Regions from separate parts of the Sus scrofa genome. Here all the other regions are linked to region 3. Evidence: chromatin contacts called from public HiChIP or PLAC-seq data. All regions are on one chromosome and are shown on one strand. Each heading gives the region's core, a stretch centred on a gene start, on an enhancer-like site or on the middle of the called end of the contact. The rest is flanking DNA. Distances are from core to core; before and after follow the strand shown.

Region 1 (4,979 bases), core at 1,794-4,293, 190 kb before region 3:
AAATGTAAAAGTACTTATTTTTTTTCCCTATTTCCCACTTTTCTGTACTAATGTGGTTCATATATGCCGGGTAAGTTAAGACTTGGCCCAGGAATATTAAAAGGTGATGAGCTTAACTTGGCTATGAATGATAGAAATTCCTCAGCCTGTTACATGATTTAATCTTTAAAATTAACAGTCCTAGCCCCAAACTTACTTCCTATCTGCAACCCAAAATTGTCCTTTTCCTGAACACAGCTTAGCTCATCCTCCAGTACCATTAAATAATCCATATCAATTGATTCCAATTCCCCAGGTCAGAGTTCAATGATGCTACTAAAAAAGTTTAATAGATTCAACATAACATGCAAAATAAAAGACAAAGGTACTACAGGAACAAGAAGAAAAGCCAACATTTATATCCAACTACACCAAGCCAAGTCATTCAAATGCACTCTTCACTTTCCCCATGCCTGATAAATTATTTGCTAACTACAACTATAAAATCACTTTTTGTCACCAGAAACAAAACTGAATTATTATATCCAATAAAGGAGTGGTCACAGGTAGAGGCTGATTCCTAAGGAGTGTCTTCCTCTTCTCCCTTTCCAATGAATCCCTCTCTGTCTTGTACCCAACAGTCACGGACATTCTCTCCAAACTGGTAGATCCTATATTCCCTACCTCCCTTTAGATTCTGAAGGACACTCCTAACGTTTAAACAACCTTAAGAATACGGATCCTGTGCTAAATAATAAGGCCTTTGGTCAAAAATCCTCAAACACTCAAAACCAATACATTATTATCACTAAACTGTCACTTACGTGAAAGCTACAATCATGAACTTCCAAACCACTTTTTAAAACAAGTTCTTAAAAAAAAAAAAAAAAGCTCCCTCCACGTCCTCTTTGGTGATCACAGCCAGAGCCTATAAATCCCTAAAGAACAGAAAGCATTCCGATATAATTTCAAGTTTCCTCCCTAAGGGCATTGGTGTATTAAGAGAGGAACCTATTTGGGACAGGAGGGGGGGAGAAGAGAAAAACTTCCATTCCAAGCACACCTACATTAGTTCGCTTTTCAACAGTGAAATAAAGACAAAACTGACCTTGAGCTGTACTTCCCCATCTTTTCCCCTCCCCCTTTCCACAGGAATCTTGTTCAATACAAATAGCAATTGAAGGATTTACAAAATAGAAGTAGTAACCTTCCTAAATTTGAGTTCGAGGTCTTTTCTAGTAATTTTCAAATTCCTGACTCCTAATGAAGATACGCCAGGACCAGCCCTGAGACTATTCACATGACCAAACAGGCATTCAAGGAAAGCAAGGTCTCCACACGACATTTTGGGGAAAAAAGTGGCTTCATGAAGAAAAATCTATTCATTGACACTTGATTCCAACCCCGTCTTACGCCACAAAAGTATAAAAACCACAAAAAACATACATAGGATTTTTTGTTATGATAATGCCAGTTTAAAAGATGTGGGAGTAATTCACATACCTAGATCCAAAATGGGCGGGGGCAGGAGACCCACAACGAGAGGGGCAATAAAAAAAGCAGCCTAGAACCGACTAAAAAGACACAGTGGCCATTTCGAAGAAGTTCTGAAAAATGACTACAGAGCCTTTAGGGGAAAAGGAGCAAGGAACAAAGAACTGCTCAAATCTGTGCATGAAACCATTTACTTAAAACGGAGAAAAGAAAATAAGATCTACTGGGATTCCTTACGGTCTTAATTCAAAAACCCAAATCTCTGCTGAGTGCTTTGGGATAGGTTAAGTACGATCACGCATTCCAAGCCAAGGAAGGCAACTAAAATACAGTTACTAAACGTTATTTGAAAAAACTTGATTTTCCAACAGGTCTTTCCATTTGTCGTAATGCCGCGTGTAAACAGGAAAGTCGTCATTTTTAAATACTGATAGATTGAGGCACGGGAATAGGAGAGGAACTAAAATTCATCATCTCCTTGTTTCCTGTTCAATGTTCTATCTATCCACCAGAACCCACAGCTTATGAAGCCAGAAAATGATTACCAGGAACTTCGAACTCTGCAGGTTAAGTTTGAGGAAAGGGAGCGTGAGAGAGATTTTTCTAGACCTCCCCAGAACAAGGCGAGGTTGAACGGAAAGCCTAAAAAACCCCACTACAAGGTGTGCTGGTCTACGGGAAGGAAATCCGAACGTAGCATCTCGGCTGGCCTCCGCCCAAGGATGAACTGCAGTGATTCCCACTCTCCCCTCGCTCTCCCCACCCTCATCCGAGACTGCCCCCCACCCCAAACCCAAAGGAGCCCTCCGCTCGCAAGGGTTCTCCTTTGTGAGACTACACAGCCGCCGCCCCACATTGGGCCTCTGGGGAAAAGCCACCGCCCCCACCCGCCATATTTCCCTGAAAGGCGCCCGCGCTCCCGGTCGCCACTCTCCCCCATGTGGCGGGTGTTTCTTCCCTCGTCACGCCACCCAATTGTTCACCACGTCCCAAGAACTGCCCCGAGGCTCCCCTGGGGATTGCTCGCTGGGAGACAGCACCCGCCATCTCCTCCCCCTCCCCCGCCCCGGGACTCGCCCTCCCCCCCAGCCGCCATTTTACAACCAACTCCTCCACCCTAACGCCCCGGCCTCCTGGCTCCCGAGTGTCTGCAGCTGAGAACGCCGAAGGAGTCAAAATCCTGAGTCTGGAGCCTCCTGCGGCTCTGAAAGCCTACAGGCCATTGCCTGCTTCCCAAATCCACCTCCCCGGGCCAGGCTAGGAGACGATGCCGCCATTTTGTCTCCTGGTCCTGGTCTCTGTGGGCGGCGGCAGAGGGTCCTAGAATTCCAGCCCCCCGTTCCCCCCCCAACTCACCGTCATATCGCTCAGCCTGCTCGGCCAGCTTCGCCTGGTACACCAGATCCTCCCGATCATCCATTGCGGCAGCGGCTCCGGCAGGGTCTGCGCGACGGATGGAAGCGGATAGCGTCTCCGACTCTCTCAGCCTCTCGCTCCGCGACCGGGCAGCAAAAATGGCGGCGCCTCAATCCGGGACTTCCGCCTGCGCACGCGGACAACTGCTCAGCTCTATGGCAACCGCTCCCTGGCAACTGGCGCGGGGGGGCGGGTCTGGGAGCTCAGCGCCCGAAGAGGCTGGAACCTACTAGACGCCCCTCCTCCGTGGGCTTAGGGGCGGTTGGAAGCGGGAACTGCGACTGCATAGTGGGAAAGCTCCCCAAGGAAGTGAGGGAAGCCAGGCGAGAGAGTGAACGAAAGAGCTGGACTACGGGCAGAGAAACTAGCGGCAGTAACGATTTTGGTAATGGTAAAGGCAGTCCTGGATCTTACTCAGACCCTTTTAACCCCAGGGTAAAGAGTTGGGCTCTTCTGTAGCCAAATGCGGAACGAGGACTTCACACTTCAGCTTCTTACTTCGCAATCTTTCTTTACTTCTCCTTAAGCCTTCTTTTTCCCCTTGGGCCCACCATGGATCGGTACAGGGAAGTTGTTAGGGGATCCTGGTCTGGAGCACCTAAGGTGCAGGAGAGTAGGAGCAAGATCACATTGCGATCAGGAGGCAGGAAAGGGAAACGACCTGATGTTTGGCTTCCCAGTGGATTCCTAACATCTTGTATTCGTACAGTATGTGTTGCAAGACTGAAGTTCAGGTAATTAGAATATAAGCTGTTTGGTAGTGTCTGCGGTAAATGTGTATTAAAAGGTTGGAACCAAGTTATGAAGAAGCTTGGATGGCATGCTGGGAAGTTTGCGCCTTATTCAGTGGCCACAAGGAAATTATTTTTTGATGATTTTTCATGGTGGATGACACCATCGTTATTCTCTAAAAAGATTATTGTATAGCAGTGATTAAAGAGCAGAATAAATGATCAGGCTATTACAATAATACAGGCAAAAGGTAATATGACCACAATGAAAATAGGAAAGGACAAATGGAGATAGTGCTAAGAGAGAAACTACGAAGAGTTTGTAGTTAATCAGATGTGGGGGGGGGGGATTAAATTGACCTTCTATCTTCCCTACCTAGTCACTAAGAGACTAAATGGTACCATTAACAAAAAAAATAAGAATGCTAGGAAAATTTTCAGATGGAATGCGGAGAAAGACGAGTTCCTTTTATCACAGTTGGTTATAAGGTTCTCAAAGGCTGCCCAAGTAGGAGTTCCCGTCGTGGCTCAGTGGTTAAGGAATCCGACTAGGAACCATGAGGTTTCGGGTTCCATCCCTGACCTTGCCCAGTGGGTTAAGGATCCGGCATTGGAGTGATCTGTGGTGTAGGTCGCAGACGCGGCTCGGATCCCGAGTTGCTGTGGCTCTGGCATAGGCCGGCAGCTACAGCTCCGATTGGACCCCTAGCCTGGGAATCTCCATATGCCGCTGGAAGCGGCCCGATAAATGGCAAAAAAAAAAAAAAAAAAAAGAATGCCCAAGTAGGAGTAATATCCATGGGATTGGAAAAGGGGGACTAACATTCCAAACTGTAGGGACGCTGCAATGGAAGGAGCTAGAGGATCAATTGAGGTAGAAGAGGACAGACACAAACCTTAGAGAATACTTACTTTTAGATGATAGGACAAAGCAGGAGAGCCAGCAAAGGAGCTGGACTATTGAAGGTTTTTTTTTAATTTTTTTTTTCCCTTTGTGATTTCTTTGACTCATGGATTATTTTTTATTTTTTTATTTTTTTGTCTTTTTGCCATTTCTTGGGCCGCTTCTTCGGCATATGGAGGTTCCCAGGCTAGGGGTTGAAACGGAGCTGTAGCCGCCGGTCTACGCCAGAGCCACAGCAACGCGGGATCCGAGCCGTGTCTGCAACCTACACCACAGCTCACAGCAACGCCGGATCCTTAACCCACTGAGCAAGGGCAGGGATCGAACCCATAACCTCATGGTTCCTAGTCGGATTCGTTAACCACTGAGCCACGACGGGAACTCCTATTTTTATTTTTCTTTTTTTTTTTTTTTAGGGCCGCACCCACGACGTGTGGAGGTTCCCAGGCTAGGGG
Region 2 (5,082 bases), core at 1,755-4,254, 150 kb before region 3:
CTATAGCTGCCGGCCTACGCCACAGCCACGTGGGATCGGAGCCACCTCTGCGACCCACACCACAGTTCATGGCAACGCCAGATGCCCAGCTCACTGAGCAAGGCCAGGGACTGAACCCAAATCCTCATAGATACCACTGCACCACAACGGGAACTCTTGAAGGCCATTTTCTTGTCATCCTTTCCTTTTGGTCTTTAAGCAGAACCTGGGACCCAAGACAATGACAAAAGTGTTCAGTCCTCAAGGGATCTCAAAAGGAAACTGGCTTTGACAAAAAAAAGAACACAGTCCAATAGTGTCTGATCTCAGGTCACAATTCCTAGGTTCCAATTCCGGCTCAGTCATTGACTAGCTGTGTGACCTGGGGCAAGTTACTGAATTTCTGACCCTGTTTCTTTACCTGCAAAATGGAATTTTGCTTTGTTTTGTTTGCTTTTTAGGGCTGCACCCCCAGCATAGGAAGTTCCCAGACTAGGGGTCAAATCAGAGCTGTAGCCACTGGCCTATGCCACAGCCACTGCAACTAGGGATCTGAGTCACAAATAAGACCTACTCCACAGCTCATGGCAAAGCCAGACCCTTAACCCACTGAGCAAGGCCAGATATCAAACTTGCATCCTCATGGATACCAGTAGGGTTTGTAATCCACTTAGCCACAACTGGAACTCCCTAAAATGTAAATATTTTAATAAATGGAAATCACAGTAATTTCCTCACTAGACTGTCATAGACAGTAAACGAGACAAGGCACTAAAGTACTCAGCAAAGTACCTGGCACAGAATGACCAGTCGATAAATGTTAGCTATTAATATTGTATATGCTTAAGTTCAAGAAATTCTTCTGTGTGGTTTCCAAAGAAAAAGAGCTCAATGGGGGCTGGGCAGAACAAAGATTAAGTAATCTTTAAAAAGACGCAACTGAATCAATTGCCCTATGTGGAAAATGGGTACATGGCGGAAAGAACAATTACAATAGCCATGAACTTTCCACACCCCATCCACAAACTCTGGCAATCTTCACCTTCTCTCTTGGGCCAAGGATCTGACCTCCTATCTGTTATGAAAAGGTGGAGCTCAGTATTAAGGTAAGATCTGAGATTAAAGTTCTAACACCAAGATGTGGGGAAAGCTCAAACAAAACTGCCTGCCATTTCCAAATTTTGTAACCAACAAAACACATACACAAACAAAAGGTCAAGAATTGAGTTCCAATGATCATTTGCTGTGTCACTGCCCAGCAACGCAAAACCCCAGACACTAGGAAGGTGGTAAAAACTCGAATACATCCGGTTTAGGGTAAATACATGTTACATACCTATTCCCATCTCAGGTTATAATGTTATAAAACCAATCAGACTGAGAAAGACCTAGGATAATTTGTGGGCTTAAAGATTCCACACTCTTTTTAAAATTGGTATGTGTTAACAAGAGAAACTATTTCATCTTCCCATTTCGGGTCAGAGGGGATAAATCTAAATTAGGATTATTCTAAAAGGGCAAGTCTGCAAAGGGCTAGTTCAGGAGACTTTCAATTCATGTGAGACTAGCCTGAATCTAGTTTCAACTGGTCAGGAGGAAACTGCTTCAGCTTGGTGAGCGTGAAAAGGCACTAAGACCCTAGGTGCTGTTACACAGGTAACAACAGCCTCAGAATTACTCTGTACCTCACAAACTTCAAGTACCAAGTGCATAAATCCTCTTCACACTCCCCAAACAGCCCATGTTATGTATAAGACAGACATATCTAGGAAAATTCAGGCAACAACCCCCAACCTACTGAGCAAGGAGAGACCCTGCAGTATAAGACTGACAATGCTGAAGTCCAAGGAAAAATGAAGTTCCATTCACTTTCAGGGAAGGGATTGTTTCCATTGGCGTATATCTGGTTTATTTCCTGAAAAAAAAAAAAATTCTTTCCTCCACTATTCGCTTTGAAAACTACAACCCCTTAATTGTCAAAGACAGTCGCTGGACACCAGGATCTCCTCGGCACAGTCAGCCGGGCATCAGCTTATTCTGGGCTGGTGACAGGGGACCTTTCTTCTATAACCAAGGCACTTAGCTCACCACCTTCGTCCTCCGCGGGGGAAGAGGACGGTAAAAGTATTTTGGAAAAATGCCCAAGAAAGGAAAAAGCTGACCGGTTTCCTGAGGGTGTCTCCATCCCTCCCGGCCGGTATGCGGTGACTTCCTACCAAAGGCCACCAGGGGAGTATAGCCAAACCCGGCTCTCCAACACTGCAGGAAATGTTTCAAGCCTAAAAAGCCACTTGTAGGATTATCGGATTCATTCCGGGCACCGCTGCCAAGTGATGCCCCCGCAGTGCCAACATCCCCCTCAGCTCTTTGTCCCCACGTTGCCTGGCCCTGCACGGGCGCTAGCCCCACCCTGGGGCCGAAACAGTTCCCCTTCCCCTGGGCTGTCCTCCCAAGTCACACCCAGAGGCCTGGGTCAGCGGCTCCTCCTCCCCCACACACTCCCGCTCGTCCGTGGGAGCGAGCCGGACAGCGGGCTGCCCTCCGGCCACGGTCACTCCAGCCCGCTGCCCAAGTCCCTCGTGGGGGTCAGCTCTCGAGGAGCAGCCGGCTAGGCTGGGGAGTTCGGCGGCCCTAACCCCCGCCCGGGGCCTCCCGTCCCTTCCGTCCCTCACCGGGCGGAGGCTGGGCGGGCGACGGTGGCACTGGCGGGCGCGGGCCGCTGCTGTTGATGATGTAGTGGGAGACGCGCGAGTTCTCGGAGACGCTGAGCACATAGTCCCCGGGGCTGGTGCTCGAGTCCCGCACCAGGAACACCCCGTGCCGCTGGCCCTGCAACAGCGCCACCGCCTCCTGCCGGCTCAGCCGCCCCCAGTACCAGCTACTCCGCTCCTCCGAGTCGAAGTTGCCCGCCATGGCCGACTCCGCGCCTACACGCTGGGCCGCCGCCGCCGCGCGCGCCCCTCCAGTCCCGGCGCCCGCCGCCCAGCGGACCGGCTCGGGTCTCCGCTTCACAGCAGCGCCTGAAATGGCGGCGGCGGCCGCGGGCCTTCCCCACCGGAAATGACGTACTCCCTGCCTCCGGGAGGATGCCGGGAAGGGGACTGCCGCCCGCCATTGGGAGAAGGGCAAGGGGCGGCTCGCGCGCTCACTGCGCATGCGGACTCTTGGGCGTCGCCGCCTGGTGGGGACAGGGACTGCAGAGAGTGGAGAGGCGGCGTCTAGGGCCGAGGGGCGGGGCCTCAACTAGCAGTCCGCAGAAGTTTGTCTGTGCGCTGTTGGCCACGCGGTTCTGGCTAGTCCAGGCTTCAATTTCCTGGAAGGCCCGGTGCTTCTGGGCAGCAACTAGGAGACAGAATTGGAGTAGAAAAGGTGATGTGGCCTCAGGGCCTGAGTTCCCTGAGACGAATATTTTCTGAATATTTTCAGATCTGTTAAGCTCTTGTTTTCACTGATTCATTCAGCAAACAGTTGACACCACGTTTGCCTTTCGGTCGCAGAGGTCATCTAGGCTGGGCCCTTCCCTCGGGGAATTCTCAGACCCCGTGGGAGGAACCAGGAAACAGGCCATGACGAAGGGATGCCAAGCCATTTGATGGGGGTAAGGACAAGGGGCTCTAGGAACATAGAGCAGGGCCCCCTAATCCATGCTTTAGAGGAACCCAAGAGTACTTCCCAGTGGCTTGAGCTGAATATTGAATGGCAGTTGGGGAAAAGCATTCAAGACAAAGGGACCAGAGTGTGCCAAGTCAAGGAGACATATGGAGTCCTCTCTGTTGAGGCTTTCAAGTCATCTGCCCAGATTCTCTAAGTCTGGCCTTGGATATCCTCTACTCTCCCTGCCGTCACGATCACTGCTATCTCTATATTCCATATCTATATCTGTATTCCTATGACAGCCTGTCTCTGGTATTCTATAGTCTTGCTGCCCCTAATTGCATAGCACACATCTGCCAAGTTGTATTTTTCTCAATTATAGCTCTGAGTGTGCTGCTACCCTGTGTAAAACTTTTAACAGTCTCCAGGTGTTAGAACTCCCAGGTTATCTCTCTTATGGTTCTACCTGTTGTATTACCCATTGTATTGTAATCTTTCGATTTACAAGTCCGTGTTCCATGCTAGATCTCCTCAAAGGCTAGGCATCAAGTGTAGGAGGCACTCCATAATTGCCTCATAAGAATAACTAACACTTATTTAGGGAATTTTACCTGCCAGGCATAGTGCTAACTGCCCTTAGGTAGGTCTCTCATTTAATCTTCTCAACCTTCTGGATTGGTATTTTACAACTATTCCCATTTTACAGATGAAGCTCAGAAGTTTGGTAACTTGTCCTGGGACACATGGCTGCTGAGTTGGGAACTGAGATTCAAATCCTGGAATGAGGCGATCCCATCGTGGCGCAGCGGAAAGGAATCTGACTAGGAACCATGAGGTTGCGGGTTCGCTCCTGGCCCCGCTCAGTGGGTTTAGGATCCTGGCATTGCCGTGAGCTGTGGTGTAGGTCGGAAGACATGGCTCGGATCTGGCGTTGCCATGGCTGTGGCGTAGACCGGCAGCTATAGCTCCGATTCAACTTCTAGCCTGGGAACCTCCACATGCCACAAATGTGGCCCTAAAAAGCAAAAAAAAAAAAAAAAAAAAAGGAAAAAAGAAAAAGAAAAAACAAATCCTAGAAAGAAAAGAGCTCTCTGGTCACACTTCTATATCCTCAGACTTCTGGGATAGCAATGGCAGGAGATGAGGGGTGGGGGAAATATGGCAGAAATAGACTTCCCCCCCTTTTCTAAATATTCATTTAGAAAGTCATTTTAAAAAAATCAGTCAGCCCTGGGTTTTATGGCCTTACATGAATAACGCACCTCTTCCGGACCCACTTCACACACCCCTGGGCCTGCTCTGGGAAGGGGTGGGGAGCCAAGGGCACCTTCCTTGCTGCGGGTGACTCATCGTGACCCTGGCTTAGTCACAGCCTGTCACCACAAGCTAGTAGGAGAAGCCAGCCCAGGGTCCTTTGGGAAAGAGAAGTGGCTCTTCTTCATTTCCCCACAGTGACTGAGCTTGGAGGCAGGACCTTACCAGAGATCGCCTGGTGGGGGGGGCGGTCCT
Region 3 (4,535 bases), core at 738-3,237:
AGGGGCGTGAAGGTAGGGGTGGGGTTTAGATTTCCGGTAGACAAGCATCCCCAGCCTTCATTCAACAACGCCCACATGTGGCAAAGGGTGAGGACAGGCTTAGTGTCATTTCCATAAATACCCCCCCTTCCCCTCCCCCCCCACGGAGGGAGAAGGCCACTGAGACGTTCTCACAGCCTGTGGGAGGAAATGTCCTTTGGAAAATCGTAAAGCAGCAAAAATAGACAAGAAATTGTATCTGACAAGCCCTTAAGAGACTCCATAATGGCCCGACTGAAAAACATCTAGATTCTAGATGAACCTTCCCTGGGGTGGAGGCCAAGCCACTTCCTCTCTCTTGCTGCACCCCAGCCACTGAGTCAGGAGTTCCTCTTTCTTACAGTCCGAGAGCAACATGTTTACTGCAAGGCCAGCGGTGTGCCAGGCCCTGGGAGGAGAGGAGCCTCGTCATGTTCTCAGGTGATGGAAAGAACACCCTGGACTCGGGGATTCTGGAACTATCACAGGCCCCAGCTGTGTGGCCTCAGGCAAGCCTGAGCCTGAGTTCCTTCAAAAAGGGATAGCGCTATCTATGTACCCAGCAGTGCTGAGTTAGGATCAAATGGGCCTTTTGCGAACTAGGAGGTGCTGCGCAGTGAGGTGGTCTCGCTGGCTAGATCTACACCGCCAATCCGCCGTCACCCGAAGCCCCCACTCCGGGACCCACCGCGAGCCCGCGAGCCCGTGCGCCCGTCTTACCTGGCTCAGAACACAGGTAGGAGTAAAAGCCCTCCGACTTGAGCATGATCAGCAGCGAACCCCAGCCCAGGAGGACTGCCGAGAAGAGGAGGTTTTCCAACACGGCGGTGCAGGCCATCCACCAGCGGCGCCGATGGGCTGTGGCCAGGGTGGGCGCCATGGCTCGGCGCGGCGGCCCGGCTGCGGCTCGGGCTCGGGCTCGGGCTCCGGCTCTGCAGGCACCTGCGCAGAGATTTAGCCGTCAGCGCTCGGCTCGGCCGACCAGAGGCTGCCAACCCGGGCCGCTGCCGCAGCGCGCGGAGCTTGTCACCCCTCTGCGCCCAGGAGGCAAGAGCGCGCAGCGAATGAAACCCCAGCCCTGTCCCCCTGGTGTCCTCTGGGCCACCCTCTCCGCCGCTGGCTTTTCCGCCGGCCCGCAGTTCCGGGAGACCTGCTCGGACCAAGCAGGGAGATTTCCTCCGCGGCTCAATCGGAGGGAAACTGAGGCATGGAAACTAGAAGGGACTAACGTCTGCTTAGGGACATGGAATTGGCCCTGGCTCCCATCAGGATTGACACAGGTTGGGGGCTGACAGGGGAGGCAGTTAGAGGTCCGAATACTTGGGAAAGGGCATACCTGCGGGCTGCCACTCCCTGGGACCCTCACCGGCGCCCGCCCGCACAGGAGACCCTTTCCCAGACCCTGCTCCCTTAACCACAAAATCCGCGCACACAGCTCCGAAACGGCCCGCCCACGGCCCGCTCATTGGCCTGTCGGCACAGGAACTGCATTGCCATTGGCTGTTGTCTAGGTCGCTAGGCGCTGCGGCCACGCGAACCCCGCATGGGAGAGGCGAAGCCGGTTCAAACCGGCGGCGCGAGCCACCCGCGCGACCCCTGGCCTGGGCCGTTTCCTTGGCAATTAGTTCGTTCTAAGGAAGTGGGATCCCATCTCTCCATCCCCCTGCTCCCGTCTCGATTCGTCATCTCTTTCCTGCTGGCTCCTCATCCATTCAGTGTCTCTCCTTTCATATGCACACGTCTTCTCCCTACCCCCTTACTCTTGAGCCTTCTACCCGCCAGCTACCTCGCCCGGAGCCCAGGTCCCCAGAATCCAGCTCACCCAGCTCACCCAGCTCCTACTGGTGTGTATCGGGCCCGGCCGGCGCCTTTTCTGCCCCCCTTTTATTCCAGCCCTTTTATTCTGACCCTAAGATGAAAACACTGCCGCGCGCTGATTGGCTGAGTGGGGCTGGAAACAGGCGTTAACCAATCAGCACCCACCCGCCCGCCCCGCCGCGAGCAGAAGCCGGTTCCGGCCGGACTAGGAGACAAACAAGAGAGCTGGGGGCGGGGGGGTGCCGGGGGGCAGCGTCGGCCCGAGTTTTTGCTCGGCTGCCTTAGAGAGTAGTCACCGCCCGTCCGGGAACCCCCAACGCCATTGCCTCATCGCCCCTCCAGAGGCTCACCCCGAAGCTCTGTCTCTCGATTGGGTCCCCTGCTCCGCGTTTCGGCGCCCCCGGACTTCCCCAGTTGCACGCTGGTCCCCCTCGCGCACTACTTTGGGCTCCAGCATTCAGCCTGGCTCCCGCGCTCTGCTCTGCTCTGGCCGGCTGCGTCGTCCCCAGTTTCCCCGCTGCCTTGGGCACCACGCGGATGCTCTGGCTCCACTTCGGTCCTTCCACTCTCGCCATCTCCACTGCCTCCTTCCCATGCACCGCTGCTTTCCTAGCTGCTTTGGGCTTTGTGTCCTGATTTTTTGCTTTCTTGCTGCCGGCAACTCCCATCTAGGTTCTGTCTGCACATCCCACATCCCCGGACATCTGTGCAAGCATGGAGTGACTCTCTCCTAATTCACCGACCCCCCTTATGGGTGCCATCTGCCCGATCCCTCAGGGATCCCCAAGTGGGAGTTGGGGGCTTGTCTGCCTCCTAAGTTACTATTTCCTCAGGTACCCCATCCAGACTCTGACCACTCCCCCCACCACCCCATTTTTCGTTCTCCTTGGTCCCCTCGGGGGCTCCCACCAGAACAGTCATCTTGGTGCTCCCTGCCCGAGTTGCCCACTCCATTCCCACTGCCCTGCGCCACCTCCATCCCCTTACGCCCTGTTCCCTGACATCTTCAGGTTAGGGCCCTTTCTGCAGGGTTTCGGGGTGGGCAATGCCAAGCTGCCAACACAAGTCAGGACTCTGGGAGAGCACGTAGGGTCGGGAGGGTTCCAGGTTCCCGGTCTGATCAGAGACCTGGACATGCCCGAGGAACAGCCAGGGCAAGAGAGGGGGAGCCTGGGCTCTGGAGGTTCAGCTGCATTTGGAGGTTCTCCCCCATTTCAGGCACTGGCCCGACCTCCGTGGGCCGTTGGTGTCCCCGATTCGGCTCTTAGATTCATATTTGGGTTCTCAGATTCGGGTCTTCTTGGCAAGCTCCGGGAGCCTGGCTTATCACACCAGGGCTGTGGCAGCCCCAGCAGCATCCTGCTTCACATCCCCGAGACCGAGGGCGCCCCCTGCTGCCCTGAACCTACCGCTGGCAACCTTGCTCAAAGCACACCTGGCATTGTGGGCTTGGGGGTTCCTGGTTAGTCAACTATCCTGTTACGACACCCTGAAGAGCTGCATCGCCTCAGAGGGTTGCAGCTGTCACTTGACAGACTTCAGTCTTCCCCTCCCTCCATCCTAGAGCCACCTGCTTGAGGGCTGTCTCCAGGCAGTTGTTCCATACACATTTCTATAACATTTCAAACACCTCTCTAAAATAGTTCACTTCCCCCCTCCGTGGCAAACTGTTCCTCCCATTCTTTTACAGATAATGGCACCACTACCCTCTGAACTTGGATACCGTGAACCATCCCGTCAGCATCCCGGTACCTGCTGTTATTCTCCCTCTCCTTCCCCCCACAATCCCTGTCTCCTAAGTGGTTCTCTAATTTGCCCATGTCTGTCCCTAGCACTGCATCTGCTGTTCCTCCAGCCTCCAATCTCAGCCACTCAAATCCATCTCTCCACCCCACTCCATCTCAGTGAATGATGGGAAATGCAAAGCTAACCTTGGTAAATCAGCCCTCTGCTAAAATCCTTCAGAAACTTTTTTTCCCCCCCAGGGCTGCACCGCAGCATATGCAAGTTCCCAGGCCAGGGGTCCAAATGGAGCTATATCAGCCGGCCTACACCACAGCCACGCCAGATCCAAGCCACATCTGCAACCTACACCACAGCTCACAGCAATGCTGGATCCTTAACCCACTGAGCGAGGCCAGGGAGCGAACCTGTGTCCTCATGGATGCTAGTGTGATTCATTGCCACTGAGCCACAATGGGAACTCCCCAGAAGCTCTTTACCATTTATCCTGCTGGATAAAGTTCAAGTTCTCCAACCTGACCCACACAGGCTCCTCCCCCTCTCTGGTCGATCAGCCTGCTCCTAGATGCTCCAATCACACGGAATTGCTTGTCCTTTCTGCGGGCAGTGTTCTCTCACCTCTGGCTCTCAAACATAGTGTGTTCTGGAACAGCACCTCCTCCAGGAAGCCTTCCCTAACCACTCCCATCAATAGTCTCCATTGTCTTTGTCCACTGATTGCTTTGTTTTGTAATTATCTGTTCATCTGTTTGTCTCTCCCTTTTCCCACTGACTGTGAACTCTTTGGGGACATGCTCTTATCTTAGGCAGCTCTGTATATCCAGCCAGCCCTTGATAAAGAAGCAAGCACAAAGCAGATGCACAGGGAGTTTGCGGAATGAACACATGAATGAATGAAAAGAGGACAAAGGATTCAAAGCTGGGAGAATGATGTAATACAATAATAATGACCTCCT

What was found. HiChIP or PLAC-seq counts read pairs in DNA pulled down with a chosen protein or histone mark.
Region 1: an H3K27ac HiChIP or PLAC-seq map of alveolar macrophages shows a contact between it and region 3. The contact joins the promoter of YWHAE here to the promoter of SLC43A2 in region 3. A contact is called at or near these places in 1 of 47 Hi-C or Micro-C datasets (skeletal muscle) and 1 of 2 datasets of contacts at active chromatin or transcription factors (alveolar macrophages).
Region 2: a contact with region 3 is called in an H3K27ac HiChIP or PLAC-seq map of alveolar macrophages. The contact joins the promoter of CRK here to the promoter of SLC43A2 in region 3. A contact is called at or near these places in 2 of 47 Hi-C or Micro-C datasets (epiblast stem cells and skeletal muscle) and 2 of 2 datasets of contacts at active chromatin or transcription factors (alveolar macrophages and skeletal muscle).

Annotation. Positions count from the first base shown.
Region 1 is chr12:47,642,284-47,647,262 of Sscrofa11.1, forward strand. It overlaps YWHAE (14-3-3 protein epsilon), which reads right to left and starts at 3,044. Exons shown (of 7, transcript XM_021067552.1): 1 at 2,830-3,044. The coding sequence starts at 2,893.
Region 2 is chr12:47,682,588-47,687,669 of Sscrofa11.1, forward strand. CRK (CRK proto-oncogene, adaptor protein) reads right to left here and starts at 3,005. Exons shown (of 3, transcript NM_001137636.2): 1 at 2,652-3,005. The coding sequence starts at 2,892. It overlaps LOC110255905, which reads right to left. Exons shown (of 3, transcript XM_021066311.1): 3 at 3,125-3,321. The coding sequence ends at 3,125.
Region 3 is chr12:47,837,140-47,841,674 of Sscrofa11.1, forward strand. SLC43A2 (large neutral amino acids transporter small subunit 4) reads right to left here and starts at 1,988. Exons shown (of 15, transcript XM_013990000.2): 1 at 1,850-1,988; 2 at 739-960. The coding sequence starts at 898.